Regions from separate parts of the Mus musculus genome. Here all the other regions are linked to region 3. The links are chromatin contacts, called in public Micro-C and promoter capture Hi-C maps. All regions are on one chromosome and are shown on one strand. Each heading gives the region's core, a stretch centred on a gene start, on an enhancer-like site or on the middle of the called end of the contact. The rest is flanking DNA. Distances are from core to core; before and after follow the strand shown. Region 1 holds the start of Sox14 (SRY (sex determining region Y)-box 14). Region 2 holds the start of Foxl2os (forkhead box L2, opposite strand). Region 3 holds the start of Eomes (eomesodermin).

Region 1 (3,208 bases), core at 687-3,186, about 19 Mb before region 3:
GGATGTTTATTATTATTATTATTATTTTAAGGTTTTGTCCACTTTCTACTTCCTGACTTCATTACCTGACATTCTGTCTAAAAGTAAACTTAGGTGTCTAGGAGTACTGCGGGTACACAAAGCGAAAAGCCACGTGGTTCCTTTTTGTTTTCTTTTTATCGAAGCAAACACGACCATAGTATGGTTTTAAACAGAAAGGTTTCCCTTCCTGAAGTTTTAAACTTTTAAGCCTTTCACCTCCCCACACACAGGAAGAGCAAATGGTGCCTAGCTGTGTCTGACGGCACAGCACCAAGACTCAGCTCTTTTTCTTCAGTGGGAAAGGAAAAAATATATATATACGCATATTCTAGATATAATACCAGGATCTGGGAGTTCCGAGTCCAAAGCCTATCCGCGGACAGTGAGGGGGACGTAAATAAAGCAAAACTGCCTACTTTTTTTTTTGTCCAAAGGGGGTACAGTCGAGACTTGCTTTGGGAGAGTCGGGAGAGGGGAAGAAGATGTGTAGCTTTCTAAATGTTTGCAAATTTCTGGCACCAGTCTGTGCCTTGGGTCCAGGATGATGGCCCTTCCCTTCCCCCCTGGAAGAGAGAGGCAGAGTCTGGGGTGGGCAAGGGGCAGCGGCAGGCCTGACCCAGAGGCATCTGCGGGCCAGACTAGGTGCAAAGGAAAGGATTCAGATCTCTGCTTCCACGCTACCCATCAGGTCCGGGCCAAGCTTGGGGTTACATGGCCGTAGCGTGGGCTGACGAATAAGGGTCTATGCCAGTCTTGGTCATGCCTGGGAAGAGGATGTAGGCGACAGGGGGCTGCAGGGTGGAGGCAGACCAGGCGGTACAGTTACAGGGCACCACGTAGCCCGGGTTGGTGGGGGACGGGTGCGTGTGCGTGTGCTGGCTGGGGCAGCTGAGACTGCCGAAGGCGCCGTTCTGATAGCCCAGGGTGGACGCGTAGGGCAGCGCGCTGGTGGCCAACGTGTGGGGCACTTCACCCATCTTCTGGATGGCACTGGAACTAAATTGCGCAGGGTCCAGCAGGGAGTAAGGTGCCGAGGCAGGCGGCAAGAAGGCCCGGGCTTTCTCGGGCGCGCTCAGGAGGCCGTCGGAAGCCCCCACGGGCAGGCCGGCCGCCTTGAGCGGGTCCGTGTCGCCCAGGTAGGGCAGGGGGAAGACATACCTGTCCTTCTTGAGCAGGTTCTTCGGCTTGCGCCGCGGCCGGTACTTGTAGTCAGGGTGCTCCTTCATGTGTTGGGCGCGCAGCCTTTTGGCTTCATCGATGTAAGGCCGCTTCTCTGCCTCGGACAGGAGCTTCCATTCGGCGCCCAGGCGTTTGCTGATCTCCGAGTTGTGCATCTTGGGATTTTCCTGGGCCATCTTGCGCCGCTGGCCCCGGGACCATACCATGAAGGCATTCATGGGCCGCTTGATGTGGTCTGAAGGTTTGGACATGGTCCCGGCGAGGCGGGCGGGGGCGGGGAATGCAGGGGCTCTGCGGGCGAGCCTGGGCGCGGTTGGCCGTCTGTCTTTCTGTCCGTCCTGAGCCCGGGACTCTGAACTCCCCTCGTCTCGGAGCCGCAGAGGGGAAATCAGAGAGAAGAGCTGACCCTGCAAAGTTTTCAACTGATCATGCCAGTCCCAGCCCCCAGGCAGCCCCCAGGGGGCCGAAGGGTAGGAAGGGCAGCGGGGATGAGAGGGCGCTCGGCCTGGAGTCTGTGGGCACCAGAGATTGGGGCCCAAGTACCAGAGTCTTGGGATTAAGTGGCTAGGTAATTTTCTGGCAAGGGCAGGAGATTCCTCCTTCGCTCCCTCTTCACCTTCGCCTTCTCTCCTTCCCGTCTCTCCCCTGGCTTCTCTGGCCGTGGCTCCCCCCCTCCCGTGGTTTCCGGGCGCTGCTTTGCCTAGCACTGCACCTGGCCGAGAATGCGGGGAGGCTGGTGAACTGCAGCCAAAAGCGGCGAAGTTCAAAGGCGAGGTGGGCCGGGACCGCACGCACTCTGACATAAGCGCGGGGCGGCGACTCCCCAACCTGGGCTCCAATCAGCAGCAGGGAAGGCGAGGGGGCGCACCTGCCAACTCGCGAGTAGTGGAAACCCGGAGCGTCCCTGATGGGGGCGGGGAGAGGTATGAGGGACAGAGAGACCGCCACCGCGAACAGAGCGGCTTGATAGCTCAGGATTCGGGGCGGGGGTTCACATTGTCTCTGGCACTGTCAAAAAATTAAAACTCTTCGTGACCCCTGTTTTTCTTCCCCAGTTGTTCAAAGGAGAACCGGTGCTTCTAATAATATAAAGACCCAGGAAGCTGTCAGCCAAGCCAGCAAGCCCAGAGCTCACGTAGATAAATAGGACAGTCCCGTCACCAAATGGGAAGACAGCACCCTCTACCCCCACCCCGCCCCCAACAACACACACTTGTCAAAGATCCTTGGGAGAGGAAAAGAATATATCAAACTCAGGCCAAAACCAAAATAAACTTTTCGCGCCAGAACATCTACGGTGCTTTGGTATCATTCTCCCAGGTTGGCTTTAGGCGGCGCCTCCACCTGTAATCCAGGACGCTCTGCGGAGCAGTTCTGGGTCCCTGGGGGTCGGAGCCAAGAGCTTTGAGCCGAGACCAGGATGCTTCATGCGGGCTTCGCAGAGGTTTAGAGTCCTGATTGGCAAGCCCTTAACACTCTTCACTTTGGGGGCCCTTGCCACTAGGACTCTTCACTTTGAGGGTTGAGTGTGGTAGGCAGAGGTCCATCCTGATTCTTATTCACCTATGTTATTATTATTAGGCGATTTAAAACTCGAAGCTTCCCTCAACGTCCAAACTGCAAGGGCAGAGGGAAGGCGGGGCTTGGGGACCTTCCTGGTCTCTCTTCTGCGCCTGCAGCGTGGAGCCTCAGGCTGTACCCTCTTAGCTAGGGTCAATTTTTCTCAGGGTGCCTTTTCCCACCCAGTGAGGATGGGGGCTCGTTTCTCGAGTCAGATGAGCATTCTTCGGGTAAAGAGGACGAAATAACCCGCCGAGCCAACCTGCGAGCCTGTTTTCTTTGAATAATTGCCTGGCCGATGCGAAATGCCCTTGGGGGAAATATTTATTAAATGGAAACCATTGTCCCGGGTCCTGAAGGACTGGAGTGTGTTCCAGACTTATTGGCTTTTGCGCTAGCCAGTCTCTCCCGGGAGGAGGACAGGCCGAAATGCCCACGGCGCAGTCGG
Region 2 (3,414 bases), core at 186-2,685, about 20 Mb before region 3:
AAACAGGCACTGGGATAGCCACCTAGATGTGTGACTGGCACACATCATTCATTCAGACCATTATCCTTCACAACGTGTCTGATCACTCTTCCTCAGCCTCTCTCACACTTCCAAGACTGCAAACCTGTGTTAAGGCTGAGTGACAGGGCACACCTGATGTTGTGCTGGCACGGAAGGAATTCCTCTAAGTCCGTTTTCTATTTTCGGAGATGTAACTGGATCCCCACCAGACTTCGGCTATTATCTTAAAAACAAGGGGAAAGACTACTGTCCATTCGTGACTGGGACGCGAGAAAGCGCCTCCCCAGCCTGTGGTTTTCCTTCCTTACCTATGCTGGAAGGAGAAGATGCAGGTAACGGCTGTAAGGGTAGGAAGGACAAAGGAAGACAGGAAAAAAAAAAAAAAAAGAGGTTGTATCCACGAACCATGTTCATGGATACAACCATGTACTCTGGTGCTTGATTCATACACCTCACTAAGCAAAAATAAGCAAATACAAGTCTCACACATTGTACATATATAAGCATACCTGGGTTTCTGAACAGCACACTTGCGCAGTATCACGTGTGTCTTTAAGAACAGATTTTTGCCCCGTGCCTTCCACGCGTGACACTTGTGCACGCAACAGTCCCCAAAGCCCCTCAGCAACATCCTCGTCTGTGTCCAAGCCAGAGTACAAGGGATACCACTTGATCTTTAAAACACACACCCAAATTGTGGGATTGCAAGGCGAGTTCCAAGGAGAAAGCTGGTCCCTACATCCACCTCAGCACAGAGAAGCGAAACGTCCGATGCCAGTGAGCGGTACTCCTGGGTGTCTCTTCCCAGCGATCCTCTCCCCAGCCTCAATTGGGCTCAGAGAGCTCGAGGGACAGAGCAGGCCGAAGCTTCTGCCTTCCGTGACACGAGCTCTGAGCTGGTTTACCTCCAGCTGCCGCAAAGTTCGGCCACTCCACCCCGGTCCGGCCCCCTTGCCATCTCGCCCCTCCCTAAGCCTCAAAGCTAGAAGTCTAGCCCCAGCACAGCCCGAAGCACAGAGCAAAGGGTTTTGTTTTCTTTCACCTGAAAGCTGCCCAGAGGCTTGGATCACCTCTCCTCGCTGGGGTCAGCATTCCCGGGGCACTGGCAGGGCGCAGCGAGCCCCAACCAGGGCTTTTCGGCGAAGCAAACACCCGCAGATTTTCAAGACTCGTAAGAGCGTGAGGCAGGCTGTTGGCTGGGCCCGGGAGGCTCCGGAGGCTCGGGAAGGCCGGTCCAAGTTCTGCCGGCCGTTTAAAAAAAAAAGGAGACTTAGAGATGAACTCGCCCGTGCGCTGCTGGCTGCCCCGCTATAGGGGCGAAGGCCCCTGACGCAAGCGGAACTCTGCGGAGCCCATACGAATCAGAACGGAGCGAGGCTCCTGGCGCACTAGGGACTCCAGGAGGCGGCTGCGCCAGAGACGCGGGTCGCGCCTCGGGGAAACCGGGCGGTGGGGGGAGGGGAGAGCTCAGCCAAGAAAACCCACCGAGGCGGGGACTGGCCTGGGCGGGGAGGGGCGGCGGGGCCGGAGCCCCTCGCTGTTGGGCAGACTCCCGATGGCCAGAGGCTGACTTCCACTCCCGCAGACCGCTCCCCGGGGGGAAAAGAGAAGAGAGTGAGAGCCGCGCGAGGCCTCCGGTCCCCGCAGCCTGCAGAAGTTAGAGGCTCTGCGCCGAGCGCACACTCCTGCGCCCGCCTGCAAGGCGAGCCTGCACCAGGAGAGCACAGCCTCCGGGCTGCCCGGCCGCGGAGAGCCGGCTTTTGTCATGATGGCCAGCTACCCCGAGCCCGAAGACACGGCGGGGACCCTGCTGGCTCCGGAGAGCGGACGCGCAGTCAAAGAGGCCGAGGCGTCGCCGCCGAGTCCCGGCAAGGGAGGCGGGACAACACCGGAGAAACCAGACCCCGCGCAGAAGCCCCCGTACTCGTACGTGGCGCTCATCGCCATGGCGATCCGCGAGAGCGCCGAGAAGAGGCTCACTCTGTCCGGCATCTACCAGTACATCATAGCCAAGTTCCCGTTCTACGAGAAGAACAAGAAGGGCTGGCAGAATAGCATCCGCCACAACCTCAGCCTCAACGAGTGCTTCATCAAGGTGCCGCGCGAGGGCGGCGGCGAGCGCAAGGGCAACTACTGGACGCTCGACCCGGCCTGCGAGGACATGTTCGAGAAGGGCAACTACCGGCGCCGCCGCCGCATGAAGCGGCCCTTCCGGCCGCCGCCCGCTCACTTCCAGCCCGGCAAGGGGCTCTTCGGGAGCGGAGGAGCGGCGGGTGGCTGCGGCGTGCCCGGAGCTGGGGCCGATGGCTATGGCTACCTGGCGCCACCCAAGTACCTGCAATCGGGGTTCCTCAACAACTCCTGGCCCCTGCCGCAGCCTCCCTCGCCCATGCCCTACGCCTCCTGCCAGATGGCGGCGGCTGCGGCGGCCGCTGCTGCAGCCGCTGCAGCCGCCGGCCCGGGCAGCCCCGGTGCAGCCGCGGTGGTCAAGGGGCTGGCGGGCCCCGCCGCCTCCTACGGGCCGTACTCGCGCGTGCAGAGCATGGCGCTGCCTCCGGGCGTCGTGAACTCCTACAACGGCCTGGGGGGCCCTCCTGCCGCACCACCGCCGCCGCCACCGCCGCCGCACCCTCACCCGCACCCTCACGCACATCATCTGCACGCGGCCGCTGCGCCCCCGCCAGCCCCGCCACACCACGGGGCTGCCGCGCCTCCCCCGGGTCAGCTCAGTCCCGCCAGCCCGGCCACCGCCGCGCCCCCGGCACCCGCGCCCACGAGCGCGCCCGGCCTGCAGTTCGCCTGCGCCCGGCAACCCGAGCTCGCCATGATGCATTGCTCATACTGGGACCACGACAGCAAGACGGGCGCGCTGCACTCGCGTCTGGATCTCTGAGTGCCAACGCGCGCGGGAGCGGTCCCCCACCCCTATCCCGGGAGTGGAGGAGCCGAGCTCGGGTCGCAGCCGCAGCAGCCAGCCTGACAGCGCGCACTCCGGGACAGCTTCTGGATGCAGAGCCCTCGAGCGGTCTGCCCTTCCTCGGTCCGCCCCGCTCCTGCGACTCCGCTTTGTCGCCTCCGCTGCTCCTCCGGTGCTCTTCCCCGCCGCGGCCTCTGCTTTCCCGTGCTGCTGGCCGGAGGCCGCCCACTCCGTGCTTTCCGCGGGCCTCCTCTCCTCACCGCAGGGAGTGAGTCCCCGGCCGAGGTGCGGTCGAAGTGTCTGAGACGCAGCTTACCTCTTGGCCCTCTCTTCCAGGTCGGTGGACTCAAGCTCGATTTTATTTTTAATTCCCCACCCCGACTGTCTGCGACTAGAAGCGCTAGGCTGCTGGGGGAAGAGGGACCCACACTACCGGAGAATGGAAAGAACGTGTCTGGTCGCTCTGCGATCCCTCC
Region 3 (3,484 bases), core at 240-2,739:
GGAGCTGGGATCTCTGGACTGATCGCGCAGGATGTCAGCCCGAGTTCTCTGAGCCAAAATTGACAAGGTTGTTGTTCCAAAACACTTGAAAAGCTTTGCGAGCGCCCAAGACCCACTACGCTATTCTATCAAAACCCCACACAGCATCCAAGTCCATGAAGGATCGCTCCACTCCCTAACACGGGCGTGCCCACGTTCGTGATTCGCGGGGTTTGGACCCAGGTTGGAAAGCTTCGCGCGGATCTGCTGCTGGCGTCTGAGCGCTTAGCAGATCCCGCGGCCACCTCATCTGTTCTCGGCAAAAGTTTCCCGTGTGATCGCATTGGGTTGGGGGAAGCAGAGTCCCTACATCTCGACCGGAAAATGCGCTCCTGGAGCGACTACTGCAGGCGTCCGTAATTGCTTATTAGAGGAGAATGTACAGGCTTCTCATCGTCAACGAAACGTGTTCCCCCTTCTGTAATAATAAAACAATAAAATATGACGGCCCCGTCCTTGACTGTTTGCGGAAACGCAGGGGGGAAAAACAGGCAGCTGGAGCAAAGGAGCTTAATTCAATATCAAACTGATTATTTCACTAATTATTCTGCCTTCTGTATTGTGCCGCAGAGAGGCGCAGGGAATCTTAACTGCACAGCTGCTAGGGAACCTTTGTGTCTTAGTGTCAGTCCCCACCAAAGATGTTGGCGAAAGCGGGGGCTGGGGGAGGTAGGAAACATCCAGTGTTTAGAAAAAACCGAGCAGAGGGAATTCTGAGTAATGAAAGTGACGGCCTCGGGGAAGCCGGTGTTTTAGCGCGGTTGTAATACTGAGTGTTTGGTTCGTCCGGTCAGGCTCATGTTGGGTCTTCAGAAGCCCACTTCAGAAGCTAGAAGCTGGAGTCTCTGATTCAGACGCGGAATCCTTTTGCCATCTCTGGAATCCCAAAAACTGAACGCGAGGTTTCTCTCCACCAAGTCTTTACGCTAAAAGATGGGACAGGACAAAAAGCGGTTCCTGTGTGCTGAAGGCCAGGAAGTCAGAAGGAGGGTGTGCGCAGAGACTTCGGGTCGCTCTCCAGCCCTCCCCTAGATTTGCACCCCCGGGGACCTGAGCCTTCCTGCGAGCAGGGAGCTTGTAAAGACGCCTTCACGGGCCTCTGGGACCTGCCAAACTAGACCCGAACTCAGGAATGATTCCTATGCCGTGGGTAGACCATGTTCGCAGACTTCAAACCCGTTTCTCCGGCGCCATAGAGCCACCGGGTACACCAGGATTGATTCTCAGTGGGATATAGTTCTCCCAAAGACGCTTAAAGAAACACCAAACCAGCAATAACAGCCAAATAAGCTAAGAGAAAATGAAACTCGCAGGCGACCCGATCCAATTAATAAATACTTAATTGAATTAGTGTCACCTCTAACAGCCAATAGCAAAGTCCCCTAGCCATGGGGCTGCGAAGCCCCTCCCTGGCCGCACATATATAAGCAGCCAACCACCGCTCACAAGTTTCCAAGCGGTCAAGTATGCCTAGAGTTTAGCAGAGCCAGCCGAGAGGAAATGGCTGGTTGCTAAATGGGAACTCAGAGCTAAGTCCTCTTCTTCCTTAGTGTGAGTGTAGGGGTCCTGAGAGGTTAGACAAGGAGGGAAGGAAGAAAAGAAGGAAGGAAGGAAGGAAGGAAGGAAGGAAGGAAGGAAGGAAGGAAGGAAGGAAGGAGAGAGACACCTACAACCCGGGGTTTGTTTTCTTGCGGAAGGAAAGGGGCACCTACAATCCCGAGTTTGTTCCCTTGAGGGAAGGACGCTAAATTGGGCGCGCGCTGAAGCCGCCCCGCAGGTCCGCAGGTGGGTAGCCTAGGCGAGGGAGGAAGGGGACATTACCTTCCCCTCGGAAGAGGGCGCTGGCTCCCCCAACTGGCCTTTATAACCAGGCCGCGGGAGGCGAGGAGGCAGCCGGTTGCCGTCTGCGATTCGCTAAAGCATGCAGTTGGGAGAGCAGCTCCTGGTGAGCTCGGTGAACCTGCCCGGCGCGCACTTCTACTCGCTGGAGAGTGCTCGCGGAGGAGGAGGAGGAGGAGGCGGAGGAGGAGGGGGAGGCGGAGGGAGCGTCAGCCTCCTCCCCGGTGCTGCCCCCTCGCCCCAGAGGCTGGACTTAGACAAAGCGTCCAAGAAGTTTCCGGGCAGTCTCCCGTGCCAGGCGGGGAGCGCAGAACCCGCAGGCGCCGGCGCGGGGGCCCCCGCGGCCATGCTCAGTGACGCGGACGCTGGGGACACCTTCGGGAGCACCTCGGCGGTGGCCAAGCCCGGGCCCCCGGACGGCCGCAAGGGCTCCCCGTGCGCGGAGGAGGAGCTGCCCTCCGCCGCCACCGCCGCGGCCACCGCGCGCTACTCCATGGACAGCCTGAGCTCCGAGCGCTACTACCTCCCGTCGCCGGGACCGCAGGGCTCCGAGCTCGCCGCGCCCTGCTCGCTCTTCCAGTACCCGGCGGCGGCCGGAGCAGCCCACGGACCCGTGTACCCCGCGTCCAATGGCGCGCGCTACCCCTACGGCTCCATGCTGCCCCCCGGTGGATTCCCCGCCGCCGTGTGCCCGCCCGCGAGGGCGCAGTTCGGCCCCGCTGCGGGTTCGGGGAGCGGCGCTGGTAGCAGCGGCGGTGGTGCCGGCGGTCCTGGCGCCTATCCCTACGGCCAGGGTTCTCCGCTCTACGGGCCATACGCCGGAACCTCAGCGGCCGGGTCTTGTGGAGGATTGGGGGGCCTAGGGGTGCCTGGCTCCGGCTTCCGCGCCCACGTCTACCTGTGCAACCGGCCCCTATGGCTCAAATTCCACCGGCACCAAACTGAGATGATCATCACCAAACAGGGCAGGTGAGTGCAGGGTGGAGGGACCCCAGGCGCCTGGTTGTCCGCACACTGCGGGCTCTGCTTAGGGTGTTTAAGTGGTACATCATATCTCCAAAGTCGTGTCCCTTACTTCCTAAGGCACACCTGTAGCTTGGGCTCCGAGCCCACGTTACTCTCCTCTCTAGTCACCTTCACCGGGATTGACTGGGAGGAGGAGGAGGCGGAGATGGAAATTTGGGAATGAACCCTTGAGGGCAGATCTACGTGACCCGCTGGCTCCTGGGTTTGCAGCAGGCGATTTGTGGGCTGCATAGCGAAAGAGGGCTAGCTGGAGCTGGCTGCGGCCTGCGCACAAGTGTTTGAAAAGAAGCTTTTTAAAGCTCCTTGGTTTGGTGGGGCTCTTCTGTAAGAAGAGCAGAAAGAAGTCGGTTTGAGCTGGTGACTAGGTAGACAGTTTTTGGAGCCAGATGTTTGGGGGAGGGGGCTCTGCTTGCGGGGAAGGGACCAGAAAGTTCAGGCACACCTTCAAATTGTCATCAGCTACTTCTTGAGGAAGTGAGGAGTGGATATTGGGAGACAGGGACCCAAAGAGGGCTCGTTGAGAGAGAGAGAGAGAGAGAGAGAGAGAGAGAGTGCAAGAAGGCGCGCTCCGGCCTAATGT

What was found. Promoter capture Hi-C pulls out the DNA fragments that hold promoters and counts their contacts. A called contact is a pair of places that touch in the nucleus more often than the background predicts.
Region 1: a contact with region 3 is called in a Micro-C map of embryonic stem cells, with 29 times the contacts expected there. The contact joins the promoter of Sox14 here to the promoter of Eomes in region 3. A contact is called at or near these places in 2 of 39 promoter capture datasets (cranial neural crest and embryonic stem cells), 3 of 484 Hi-C or Micro-C datasets (all in embryonic stem cells) and 1 of 115 datasets of contacts at active chromatin or transcription factors (embryonic stem cells).
Region 2: a promoter capture Hi-C map of embryonic stem cells shows a contact between it and region 3, with 7 read pairs. The contact joins the promoter of Foxl2os here to the promoter of Eomes in region 3. A contact is called at or near these places in 4 of 39 promoter capture datasets (cranial neural crest, embryonic stem cells and hippocampal neurons) and 3 of 484 Hi-C or Micro-C datasets (all in embryonic stem cells).

What each region holds. Positions count from the first base shown.
Region 1 is chr9:99,874,234-99,877,441 of GRCm38.p6, forward strand. Sox14 (SRY (sex determining region Y)-box 14) reads right to left here and starts at 1,937. Exons shown (of 1, transcript NM_011440.1): 1 at 1-1,937. The coding sequence starts at 1,451. The coding sequence ends at 729.
Region 2 is chr9:98,953,875-98,957,288 of GRCm38.p6, forward strand. Foxl2os (forkhead box L2, opposite strand) reads right to left here and starts at 1,436. Exons shown (of 8, transcript NR_003248.3): 1 at 531-1,436; 2 at 330-360; 3 at 154-244. Foxl2 (forkhead box L2) reads left to right here and starts at 1,733. Exons shown (of 1, transcript NM_012020.2): 1 at 1,733-3,414. The coding sequence starts at 1,787. The coding sequence ends at 2,914.
Region 3 is chr9:118,476,700-118,480,183 of GRCm38.p6, forward strand. Eomes (eomesodermin) reads left to right here and starts at 1,490. Exons shown (of 6, transcript NM_010136.3): 1 at 1,490-2,847. The coding sequence starts at 1,961. It overlaps Gm33408 (a long non-coding RNA gene), which reads right to left and starts at 1,949. Exons shown (of 5, transcript XR_871338.1): 1 at 1,861-1,949.